Regions from separate parts of the Macaca mulatta genome. Here region 1 is linked to region 2. The links are chromatin contacts, called in public Hi-C maps. All regions are on one chromosome and are shown on one strand. Each heading gives the region's core, a stretch centred on a gene start, on an enhancer-like site or on the middle of the called end of the contact. The rest is flanking DNA. Distances are from core to core; before and after follow the strand shown. Region 1 holds the start of CCDC47 (coiled-coil domain containing 47). Region 2 holds the start of LOC144335864.

Region 1 (6,106 bases), core at 146-2,645, 71 kb before region 2:
TTCCCCAAAACTCTCGAGAGCTTCTCCTATGTTTTTGATGCATATGTTTGTAACTCCACATAAATTATTTATTCACATCAGATAGGCTTTCAAGTAGGCCGCAAAAAAGTTTGGGTGACAAAGTGATGCTAATAATCGACCTACTCAAGGCTGCACAAAGATCACCGCTTACATCTTTTCACTCCTCTCATTTGGCAGCTTTTGCCTATCAGGACCCCAAATTCGGAAGCCTGCATCTCCCAAGCGCTGCCTCCTTGGGCCAGAATTCTCCCCGCGCTATCCCTGCCTCGGAGCCGGGCACCCTGCAAATCCCTTTCCTAGGCGAGCGGGCGCCGCCTCCGGAAAGCCGCCAACTGGGCCTCGGTAAGACTTGCGAGGGAAGCGGGAGCTGTGGGAGGGCGACGCGGCTAGGAAGGAACCCTCGAGGCCTCTGCCCGCACTCCCACCCCTTCCCAGCACCCCGGCCGCGGGTGCCCCGAGGCTCTGCCGACTCTTTGTTAAGCAAGGCCGCGGTTCCTCCGCCCTCGCTAGGCCCAGCAGTTGCCTCCAGTGCCCCTAAGGACTAGCGGCCCTGCGTCCAAAACCCCCACGAACAAACCTGCTGCTATGGCTGCAGCCGCAGCTGCTACCACCGCCGGCACGGAGAGAATCCCGCGGCCCAAAGTACGCGCTGTCCCAGCCCGGTCCCGCCGCGCTCCTTCCTCTCCGCCCCCTTCGCCGCCGCCACCACCGCCACCGCCACCGCCACCGCCACCGCCTCACGGCCCGTTGCTGAAGGGGGGAGGGTAACAAAAACCCGACATGCGCAGTGAGGAGTGCGCGGGCCGAAGGGCGGGGCCGGGGCTACGACTCCCGGAAGGCGCCTGACCTAAAAGCTCCAGAACGCCTCCCAGGCTCCTCAGATACTCTGACAGGAAACTGCTAGTTGGGTGGACAGAGTTCATGACCCGTCTAGAAAGTGGGTCTGGGAATGAAGAAAAAGTGGCGTCAGGAGGCTGGTCAAAAAATCCCAAGAGAAAATGGGTTGGGCAGAAACCACATTTACATGAACATGCCTATCATTTAAACTCTGGTCCGTTGCAAATACTACTACAGCGACACTCTTGCCTTTGGCCACGTGGTTCCGCACAGCATCACTACCTTTAGCTTCCGGAGCACCGGTTCCGTGTGACGTCAACTTGACGGAACCCTACGGAGGAGGATTGGTATAGGCGAGAGCAGTTCCGGCCCAGGGGCGGGGATTATGTAATTTTCCCAGAAGCCCCACCTCGCCTCAGCTGGGCGGGGAAGAGGGAGGTCTTGCGCTGTCCCTAGTGTTGCGTCCCGCCCCGCACACTGCACACTGCACACTGCGCGCAGGCGCTGACGAGCCGCTCGCATTCTACGTAACGGACGGCGGAGGCTACGTGAAGAGAGGCGCGGCGTGCCTGAGCTACGGTTCTGGCTGTGTCCTAGAGGCATCCAGGGTAGTAAAACAGCTGCGATCGCGGAGGCTGCGGCCAGGCCGAGAGGCAGGCGGAGCAGGGGTGGCGGACGTAGGGCGCTGGGCCGGGTTTCGGCCTTGGCCACAGGTAAGGAGCGGGCCAGGACGCGCTTGTCGGCGGGGCCGGCCCAGGCCGAGCGGTGACTCCGAGTTGCTTGGCCTGTAGCCCGGTCCGGTTGAGATAATTGTAATGGTTTAGGGGAACTTTCCCATGGACTGTGAGCAAATGATAGCCAGAAGGGCAGAGTTAGAGGAAATGTACAGTGTGTGCCGCAGGATGCCATTAGGATGTATTGATTCTCTTGGGTGGGGAGAAACTAGGCGAGGGGGTTTAATAGAAGCAAAAACCTCTGTGGCCAGTCTCCTCTGGAGGTTTCTAGCATGAAACGTGTTTGTATCCAACACGTATAAGGAGACAGAGGAAAGTCTGCATGATTTCCAGAATACTCGTTCTGGCCGTTGTCAGAAAGACCTAATCTAAAATGACAACAAGGAATAATGGCCTCACTCAGTCCCCTTCCCTCAAGTCTGGACTCAGTCGCTGAGGAACTATTGGATGAGCTTGCAGAAAATAATCAAACCAGACTTGTCAGTGCTTGTGTGAATTTTCCTTGGTCCTGTGTTGCTTGCTTCAGGAGTCATAGAAGCTGGGTGGCCTGGCAAGAACTTGTGCGTTTGAGAACTGAGTTAACAGGTGCAGCAGAGACTTCTAAGGGGGAAGGCCAAGGTAAAAATGGCTTGGATGATTGTAACCTAAATAACCTCGAAGGATCTCCATTATAGTGCTGAGTTATCTTAGAAGTGTTTCTATGGTGTGAATATTCTAAGTGGAAATTCAATTTGAAATGAGCAGATCTTTTGGTAGGCTGTTAATCGAGTTGGCTGTTCCAGTGTTAACTTTTAGTTACTTATATTTGAAAAAAAAAGTTTTAAGAGTAGGATTTGAAAAGGAGGCCGGGCGCGGTGACTCACGGCTGTAATCCCTGCACTTTGGGAGGCCGAGGCGGGCGGATCACGACGAGGTCAGGAGATCGAGACCATCCTGGCTAACACAGTGAAACCCCGTCTCTACTAAAAATACAAAAAAATTAGCCAGGCGTGGTGGTGGTGGTGGGCGCCTGTAGTCCCAGCTACTTGGGAGGCTGAGGCAGGAGAATGGCGTGAACCCGGGAGGCGGAGCTTGCAGTGACCCGAGATCACACCACTACACTCCAACCTGGGCTACAGAGGGAGACTCTGCCTCAAAAAAACAACTAAAATAAATATGAAGAAAAATAAAGACAAAATACCCACAATTCTACTATATAAGCTAACTACTATTTGTATGTAAATGTATGTTTTTCTAAACCAAATTTGTCCAACCCATGGCCTGCAGGCCGCATGTGACCCAGTACAGCTTTGAAAGTAGCCTAACACAAATTTGCAAACTTTGTTAAAACATTATGAGATATTTTTTAGCTTATCGACTATTATTAGTGTGTTTTATGTATGGCCCAAGACAATTATTCTTCCCATGTGGCTCAGGGAAACCAAAAAATTGGACACCCCTGTTAAACTTTTTTGTTTTGTTTTTCTTTTTCTTTTTTTTTTTTTGAGATGGAGTTTCACTCTTGTTGCCCAGGCTGGACTGCAATGGCACTGTCTCGGCTCACTACAACCTCCACCTCCTGATTCAAGCGATCCTCCTGCTTCAGTCTCCCAAGTAGCTGGGATTACAGGCGCCTGCCACCATGCCCGGCTAATTTTTGTATTTTTAGTAGACATGAGTTTTCACCATGTTGGTCAGTCTGGCCTCAAACTCCTGACCTCAGGTGATCTGCCCACCTTGGCCTCCGAAAGTGCTGAGATTATAGGTGTGAGCCATCGCACCCAGCCAAACCTTTTTCTTTATGTGCATTTGCTTCTGAAACAATCTGGTTTTCACCTTCATTTGTAACTTTTTTTTTTTTTTTTTTTTTCCATTTAGACAGGGCCTTGCTCTGTTGCCCAGGTTGTAGTGCAGTGGTGCAGTCATGGCTCACTGAAGCCTCAACCTCCTGGGCTCAGGTGATTCTCCCACCTCGGCCACTAGAATAGCCGGACTACAGGTGCACACCACCAGACTTGACTTATTTATTTATTTATTTTTGAGACAGAGTCTCCCTATGTCGCCCGGGCTAGAGTGCAGTGGTGCGATCTCAGCTCACAGCAACCTCTGCCTCCCAGGTTCAAGTGATTCTCATCAACCTCCCAAATAGTTGGGATTACAGGTGTGCGCTACCACGCTGGCTAATTTTTGAAATATTTTTAGTAGAGGCAGGGTTTTACCATGTTGGCCAGGCTCGTCTCTAATTCCTGACCTCAAGTGATCTGTCTACCTCGGCCTCCCAAACTGCTGGGATTATAGGAATGAGCGTGAGACTTAGCTAATTTAAAACATTTTTTTTGTAGAGAGGAAGTGTCACTATGTTGCCCAGGCTGTGTAACCAATTTTTTAATTACTTTGAGGTTTTTTTTTTTTTTGAGACGGAGTCTCACTCTGTCACCCAGGCTGGAGTGCAGTGGCCGGATCTCAGCTCACTGCAAGCTCCGCCTCCCGGGTTCACGCCATTCTCCTGCCTCAGCCTCCCGAGTAGCTGGGACTACGGGCGCCCGTTGCCTCGCCCGGCTAGTTTTTTTGTATTTTTTAGTAGAGACAGGGTTTCACCGGGTTAGCCAGGATGGTCTCGATCTCCTGACCTCGTGATCCGCCCATCTCGGCCTCCCAAAGTGCTGGGATTACAGGCTTGAGCCACCGCGCCCGGCCTTACTTTGAGGTTTTTATTTTGTTATTTGTGTTTTGTTTTGAGGCATGTTTCACTGTTACCCAGGCTGGAATGCATTAGCATGATGACAGTTCACTGCAGCCTCGGCCTTGAGAGCTCAAGTGATTTTCTCACCTCATTCCTCGAGTAGCTGGGACTACAGGCACATGCCGCCAAACCCAGCTAATTTTTCTATTTTGTTTGTAGAGGTGGGTTTTTGCCATGTTGCCAAGGCTGGTCTCCAGCTCTTGTGCTCAAGCAATCCACTCTCCCCAATCTCCCACAGTGCTGGGATTACAGGGGAGAGCCACCACCCTGTATAACAATTTTTAATGGACAACAGTAGCTTTGGTTTTTATACATCCATAGTTTAATCAAAGAGTTTAACCAAATTTCACCATCATAAATAATATTGTAGCACATGTCCTTGAAACTGAATTCCTGTGCAGATTTATTTTCAATTCAGGAATTGTGCTTTATCTTGGCATAGTATCTACTGTGGCGATATGCTTTAGTGAAGGTACATTTAATTACAGTAGGATCATTGTGAAAAGCAGTGAATGCCAAAGGAGTTTTTGTATTACTTTTGCAATAATTGGTTAGCCTTTGATGATTATTGAATGCTTATATGTAACAAAAGTTCTGTTTTAGAAAGATGCTGGTGGTTTTTGGGGAGGAAAAGTAGGGAGTGGGGAGATCATTAAGACAATACCCTTTAGAATAATATGGTGGCTCTTCAGCAGGTGGGGGTAACTTGGGTTGTAGTGGCTGTGGGAATCAAAGAAGGAAACACCAGGATTTGATGGCTGATAGATTTCAAGGGAAAAAGAAGGCAAAACATTAGATATCTTGTTCTTTTCAACAAGCAAGACTGGAAAAAATGTGATTGATATTAATATACAAATAAGAAATTCAGATACCTGATGATTTTGAGATGACTATAGTCAGGGATAGGGTCAGCCTGAGGGGAGGCCTGTGAAGTAAGAATGGTCTTTATATTTTTTTAAAGTTTTTTTTTAAAAAGAAGAATATGCAGCAGAGACCAGTATGTACCCCATAAAGCCTAAATATTTACTATCTTACTAGATAACACGAAAAGTTTGTAGGACATCAAAACAGATATGTCTTCAAGGTTACAGTGAGTTATGACATAGGGCTGATGTTTAGATGAGGGACAGGACCGGAAATACAGCCTAAATGGGTTTGATGGTTGAAATATACTTTTCAAATTTCAGCTCAAATGGTCTCCCCCGTCTATTTTTTTTTTGTGAAGCCTTACCTATTTGGTAAAATGGTTACATTGTCCTCTGTGTTTTCATATAATTGGGCACATATTTTGTCACAGATATGATATCGTTATATTTGTTAATGCAGAAACTTTTTTCATATATTAGAAAACTTAATGTTCTTCAAAAAGCTATAAAATGATATATTCAATTCCATCATACACACTAGGAACAATTGGTTAGCAAAAAATTACTGCTTCTAAGCAAGTTATATGAAAGCACAGCCACCTACCTACATTTGAGAAGCAGCCTGAGAAGTGGTTCATAGCATGGATTCTGGAGGCAAAACTCCGGGATCAAATCACAACTCTTTGTCACTTGGTAGTTGTACTACTCAGCATCTCTCTGCCCCATTTTCCTTATCAGTGAAATGGGGATGTTAATATTGCAGCTTTCCTAAGAGCGTTCTTATGAGGATTAAATTAGTTGCTTTTTGTAAAGTCTTTAGAACGGTGTCTAGCACGTAGTGATTTAAGTGTTTGCTCTTATGATAATTTGTTCATGCATGAACACAAATCAGTCTAAGGGTGAATGGCCTTTTTATTCATGGATTA
Region 2 (6,231 bases), core at 606-3,105:
TAAACCTCAAATTCCCTTCGCCCTGCCCTGCCACCCCCCCACCCGACAGAGTCGCTCTGTCACCCAGGCTGGAGTGTACTGGCTTCATCTTGACTCACTGCAGCCTCCACCTCCCAGGTTCAAACAGTTCTCCTGCCTCAGCCTCCCAAGTAGCTAGGATTACAGGCACACACACCATGCCTGGATAATTTTCGTATTTTTAGTAGAGACGGGATTTCACCATGTTGGCCAGGCTGGTCTCGAACTTCTGACCTTGTGATCTGCCTGCCTCTGCCTCCCAAAGTGCTGGGACTAAAGGCGTGAGCCACCGCTGAGCCAAGTTCCCTTTTTTGTTTGTTTGTTTGTTTGTTTTAACGCTGGTTATCAGTTTCCTTTGCTTCCGGATGCCTTCTGCACCTTGCTCTCGGGGCATCCTCAATGCCCATCTGCAGCTTAGCCCACAGGCCCGTCCTGGGCAGGATGCTGGGGCCTCACTGTGCCCAGTGGCAGTGAGCCCTGCTCATGGTGCCCCCCGGTCTTCCTGTTTCTTGCATCAAGCAGCCCCTTTGGAGAATCGGACAGGTGTGGAAGCTTTCCCGAGAGGCAGCCACTTTAGAGGGTCTGACACTCCCCACTGGAGAGTCGGCCCACAGTGCAGGCAAAACGCAGATTTTCCTCTAGAGAGAACAGAAGGCTGGAGAGGAGACACGGAGCCGGTGCGTGGAGCCCGCCAGCCTGGGAAACAGCTGGGCGCTGGGGAAGCTGCAGCCTCCCTGCTCCCCTGCCAGGCATCGGGCGGGAGCTGTTCTGTTCCCTGTCAAGCGCGTGGGCCGCCAGTGCTATTCCTGCCACAGTGTGGGAAGGCTCTGGGCGCAGGGCTGTGCTTCCCGGAGCAGCTTCTAGCCTGATTTCAGGCCAAGCCACTCGGTCCCTGGTGCCCGGGAAGGCGCCGGCCTCGCCTTCTGTCTCTCGCCTGCTATGCCTCTGGCCTGCTGTGCGGCTGCAGGGAGGGAGCAGCTCTGCGGCCCGATCTCTGTCACCTCAGCTCTCTGGGCCGCGGCTTCCCCGTGAGAAATGAAGCGCGCTTGTTGGAGGGGCGGCCCCCAGGGGTCGCGGTTGCTGCCCACAGAATTCCGCCCCAGAAACACGTGAGGACTTGAAGCCTCAGGGGACGGGTGCTCCGGGAACCACGCATAGCGGCCTCCCCAGCCCGTCACAGGGTTGCAGAGGCGCCAAGGGCTGGTGGAGCCGCCGGGTCCTCGTGCAGGCTCCTCAGCGAGCCAGCGCCCCAGGCTCCCCGCAGCCTCGCGGCCGGGCCTGGGGACCGCGTGCCCGGGCGCTGCCTCCAGCCTCGTGGGCCGCAAGAGGGCGGGGGCGGCCCCTGGCGGCAGGAGGACTCGGCGGCCCGAGGGACCCTGGGCCAGGCTCCGGGGTCGCCCCGGCTGGGTCTCTGAGGCCCCAAAGCTCTGGGCGGGAATGGGGCGCCCGCGCCTGCGCGCGAGGCCACCCGGGGGAAACCGAAGCAGTGAATGGCCCAGGCCCAGCCCGGTTATCCCGGAGACAGGCCGGGAGTGCCCGGTGTCCTGCGACCGCAGCCGTCGCAGCCTGAACTCCTCCCCTCCCCGTGGGATGCGGAGCGCGGCCCTTCCATCCTGTCCCCGCCACCGTCGTTTCCCCATGCCGGGTCACCGTCGGGATGGACAGACGGCGCGGCCGGTGCCCAAGGCATGCGAGCGCGGGGCCCGCGGGGCGCTGAGGAGCCGGGAGCGCGGAGCCGGAGCTGGGGACAGACAAAGGCGGGGACGGCGGCGAGGGGAAGACAAAGCGCGGAGGGGGGTCGGCGGCGGCGCCCGGGCCCCGGAGGCGGCTCCGGGCGCGGCGGAGCCAATGGGCGGGCGCGGGGCGGGGGCCGGCGGGGGCGGCGCAGCGATAAGGCGGTGGCGGCGGCGGCCGCTCGGGGACCACTGGCAGCGGCGGTAGCTCGCGTCCGCGCCCTTATCGCACCCGTGTGCCCCCGGAGACAGATCCCGCCCCGCGGCCCAGGCCGGGCCTGGTGAGAGCCGCGGGGGGAGGGGCCGCGTCCGGCTCCGGAACCAGGGGAGGTGCCGAGGGGTGTGGGGTGAGGGCCACCCGTGGGGTCCCAGCGAGTCCGCGAGCCGCTCTGGCCCGGGGCGCACAGTCTCGAGTCCTCGCTTCAGGTCCGGCCCCCGGCTGGGCGGAGCCGAGACCCGCTGGCTGGGTTCGCGGCGTCGGGGTCTGGGGTCCGGTCCGCGCGGGGCCAGGTCCGGGACCGAGGGGCGGGGCGGGCGGGGACCTCGGGCGCTGTCCAGGGGCTGCCCAGCCGAGGCCTGGACGCCCGGGCGCGGCGCGGGGCAGTGAGGGCCGGGGTCAGGTCGGGGCAGCGGCTTCTCATCGCGGCCCCGCCTGTCCCGACCTCCCCTCACCCCAAGCGGGGTCCCCGCCCGCGGGGCGCACACGGCGGCTGCGCGGGAGCCCGCGGCCCCTCAGCTCCCGCTAACTTTGTTCTTCCGAGGGACGGTGCCACTCGGGACCCCGGCCTCTGGGGAGCAGGGGTGGGGGAGGTGGGGGAGGGGCGGAAGTGGCAAGACCAAGAGCAACAGGAAATGACTTAGGGAAAGTCCCAACCGCAATCCCCCCAGCCCCTGCCTGTCAACACCCCCCACCCTGCAGGCTGGGGCCGGACTGGCGGGGCCCTCCCGACTGACTTCCCCTTGCAGAACCCAGCGGGTGCCGCGTCTCCACCCGAGGCTTCCACCTCCAACAAGCCATGTTCCAGGCTGCAGGAGCCGCCCAGGCCACCCCCTCTCATGTAAGTGCCCGGCCGGGTGGGAGGACCCGCCAGACGGGAGCCTGGCCTGGGGAAAAGGGGAGAGGCTCCAGAGTTTGCCGGCCCCCTTTGCCCCCTGCGGCGCGTCCCTAGGCCTTGGGCTGATGGCTGCAGCCCTGGTCCAAGGCCTCCCGGAGCTGCTCCTGCCCTGACCGCCCCTCTCCCTCAGGATGCCAAAGGCGGCGGCAGCAGCACGGTGCAGCGCTCCAAGGTAGGGGCCTGGGGCCGGTGTGCGGGAGGAGGGGTGTGAGGGAGCGGGATGGGCACTGGGGCAGCACCTGGCTGAGCCTCCCGCACAGTCCTTCAGCCTGCGGGCCCAGGTGAAGGAGACCTGCGCCGCCTGCCAGAAGACCGTGTACCCCATGGAGCGGCTGGTGGCTGACAAGCTCATTTTCCACAACTCTTGCTTCTGCTGCAAGCACTGTCACACCAAGCTCAGGTGCGCCCCTGCCCTGCCCGCCCCCGCCTCGTCTGCCAACCCAGCCCCGACCTGGCCTGACCTGACGCCGTTTGGCTTCTGCAGCCTGGGCAGCTATGCCGCGCTGCACGGGGAGTTCTACTGCAAACCCCACTTCCAGCAGCTGTTTAAGAGCAAAGGCAACTACGACGAGGGGTTTGGCCGCAAGCAACACAAGGAGCTCTGGGCCCACAAGGAGGTGGACCCCGGCACCAAGACGGCCTGAGGCCTCTGCAACCTTCCACCCACTCTGCGGAGGGCCTGGAGCCGGCAGGGGGAAGATGGGAAGGAGGTGGAGCTGGGCTTGCGTGGGGGCCAGGTGGGAAGGGGATGAGGCTTGCTCAGGCGGAGGGGCCCAGGGCAGGGCTCTGCTCCAGGATTCCTTTCTTCCTCCTCCTCCCGCAGCCGGTGAGGGTTTGGGAACCAGGATTGGGGTCTGCCCACCACCCTGCTTCCTGCTTCGTTCAGCCACCATCCCCACCTTACCCCAGGACCCCCTGGGAGGCTCCCAAGCCCAGCTTCCCTATCTAGGTGCCTTTTCTCCAGCAAGGAGTCAGCATGCCCCGCTCAGGGTCCCAAGCTCCCTCACTGCCACCGGAGACAGTGTGGCCCCCACTTCTCCCCATCTACCTCTATCCTTAACCTGGTTCTGAGCCACGGAGACAGGGAGGAAGGAGCGCCACAGTGCCACCTGTTGGGCCTCATAAATGCCCCTGCAGCCCATGGGGGAGGGGATGGGGAAGTGGAGCCACCCTGCCTCTGCAGGGCAAGGCAGGGCCTGCCCCAGTGGGGCTTGGGACCATCTCGAACCACCAGCGTGGAGAAGCAGAAGCAAAAGCACTCACCAGGCTGCAGCCTCAGGCACTGGCAGGGGCTGGTGCGGCCCCACTCCCCTCCCCTACTCCCGTTTCTGCCCATCCTGACTGTTGTGACCAACCCCGTTTTAAACATGTTTCAATAGATGCAGATTCTCTATTGTGTGGCCTGCTGGGGGATTTGTCGCAGAAAGGGTGCAAACTCACCATGGGGAGGGCTTGCGGGGACAGGGCCAGCCCGGAGTACCTCGGCCCGGATGGGGGTAGGGGGCTAGAAGTGGGTGTCAGTTCCCTGACACACCATTGAAAAATGGGAGGGGTCCTCTTCACAGCCAGGGCTCCATGCTGTCACACCACAGTGGTTTTGAAACTGAAACTCCACTTCGCCCCTCAGTTTTGGGTTGGTTCAGACCCACCGACTTACCATATGCACCCCATTGTGAAGAGGCCTGAGCGCGGGAGGGCCAGGCTGCCAGTGGGTGATGGTGCCTGTCCTCGCTACACTTCAGTGCCTGGGGTGCGAGCTGCCATATTCCCTGGCTGGTTCCAGCTGTCTAGCTCCCTCCCTTCTTCCCAGCCCTTTGACCTGGAAGTCAGCGAAGAATGGCAGGAACCAGTAGACCCAGCAAGTGCTGCCCAAGGTTTTAGTGACCCCTGGATTGTCCCTCCTCATCATCCCCTTGCCTTTTCAAGCTCTGGGGAGGGGCAGTCACAGCTACTATCCCAGGAAGTCCAAAAAGAAACTACATATGCTCCTCTGAAAACCCAGGGACAATGAGGGATGAGTTCACAGCAGGGCAAAGCAGGCAAGCTGGGAGGACCTGAGGGCGCCCGTGGGACATAGGCAGGAAGTCTGGGTTGTCTCGCTCCAGATTCAACTTCCTGGTGTCTCCATACATGGGACTGATGAGAACAGAGACTCTTAGAGAGTTTGCTGCCACCACACCACACAACTGCCTGAGTTCCTAAGTGGCCTCCCCATGGAACAGGGCAGGGAGCTGGGCCACAGGCTCCGGTATCACATGAGCCACTGTGCTGAGGCAGGCACTGCTCCTCGAGGGAGCAGAGCAAATACTCAGCAGAGATGCTGCCCCAGGCCTGGGTCCTTCCAGGTGTGAAGCGAGTGGCTCAGAGCCTCTAGGGGCAGGCCAACTTCCTGCACCAGAGGTCTCAGATGGCAACGACGACTGTCTTGGTTCTGTTAAGCAACAGTAGCAGATGACCACAAGGGGGTACTAGAGAGGTGGCTCTTGGAGGCACCTGACCCCTGCCCTGCAAAGGTGGGACTGAAGAAAGTCCTCTGGGGCAGGAAGACCCTATCAAATGTCATGAAGGCTCCGGGAACGCAGCCACTGGTGACATTCAGGTCATGAGGGCCAACAGTGCCACCTTGACAAATCAGCCCTGTTGGGACCACCCCAGTGGAGCTCCTGGAGGGGCAAGTGGAGGAAAGGGGAAGATACCTCTGGGCTGACGGTGGTACCAGCCAGGTCACCCCAGGACCCCTCTACTTGGAATCAATTTCTCTTCTGCTTGAGAGGCCCAAGCTTGTTGCCAGGCACCATACCTGGCCCCCGCCAGACACAAACCTACCTCCACCTCCCACAACCAAAAGTACTGCCACAGGACCCCTCTGATATAAATGATCCCTTTTATTGTAAGTAATGCGCAACACTGGCCTGGCTTTGCACTGCAAGCCCTCGGTCAAGATATAGTCAAATAACTATGGCTGCAGGTTCCACAGTTCCACAATAACCATGGCTACACGATCCACAATTCAAACAGACACAGAGCTGGGGTGCACAGGAGGGGCAGGAGGGCGGCAGAGTGCGGACTGTCCCCAGCCCTGGCCTCTCCATGTGGAGTTGACCCAGGCAGACACACCCCATGGAATGATGAGAGTGATGGCATGGCCCCTTCCCACAGCAAGCCTAGGGCTGCCAGGAAACTGCCCTTCAGAACCTTTGGGCCCAGGTCACCCTGAAGCCCCACAACTTTTTATCTGGATTAGTTATTAAAAAACAATAAATTAAAATTAAGCAACAACTTGGTCCTGAGGATGCTGAGCCAGCATGTCCACAGTTTTTGGCACAAAAAAATTAGGATCTGTTTTGCTTTTTTGGAGTGCAGGG

What was found. A called contact is a pair of places that touch in the nucleus more often than the background predicts.
Region 1: a Hi-C map of blood shows a contact between it and region 2, with 2.4 times the contacts expected there. The contact joins the promoter of CCDC47 here to the promoter of LOC144335864 in region 2. A contact is called at or near these places in 2 of 14 Hi-C or Micro-C datasets (blood and cortical neurons).

The regions. Positions count from the first base shown.
Region 1 is chr16:73,562,700-73,568,805 of T2T-MMU8v2.0, reverse strand. It overlaps CCDC47 (coiled-coil domain containing 47), which reads left to right and starts at 1,395. Exons shown (of 13, transcript NM_001261244.1): 1 at 1,395-1,571. It overlaps DDX42 (DEAD-box helicase 42), which reads right to left and starts at 680. Exons shown (of 18, transcript NM_001261555.1): 1 at 599-680. It overlaps LOC144335870 (a long non-coding RNA gene), which reads right to left. Exons shown (of 3, transcript XR_013407065.1): 2 at 3,847-3,940; 3 at 1,405-2,466.
Region 2 is chr16:73,491,560-73,497,790 of T2T-MMU8v2.0, reverse strand. It overlaps LOC144335864, which reads right to left and starts at 1,855. Exons shown (of 1, transcript XM_077972427.1): 1 at 1-1,855. The coding sequence starts at 1,658. The coding sequence ends at 879. LIMD2 (LIM domain containing 2) reads left to right here and starts at 1,986. Exons shown (of 5, transcript NM_001260589.1): 1 at 1,986-2,032; 2 at 2,718-2,809; 3 at 2,997-3,038; 4 at 3,127-3,266; 5 at 3,351-4,255. The coding sequence starts at 2,768. The coding sequence ends at 3,510. MAP3K3 (mitogen-activated protein kinase kinase kinase 3) reads right to left here. Exons shown (of 17, transcript NM_001257786.1): 17 at 5,743-6,231.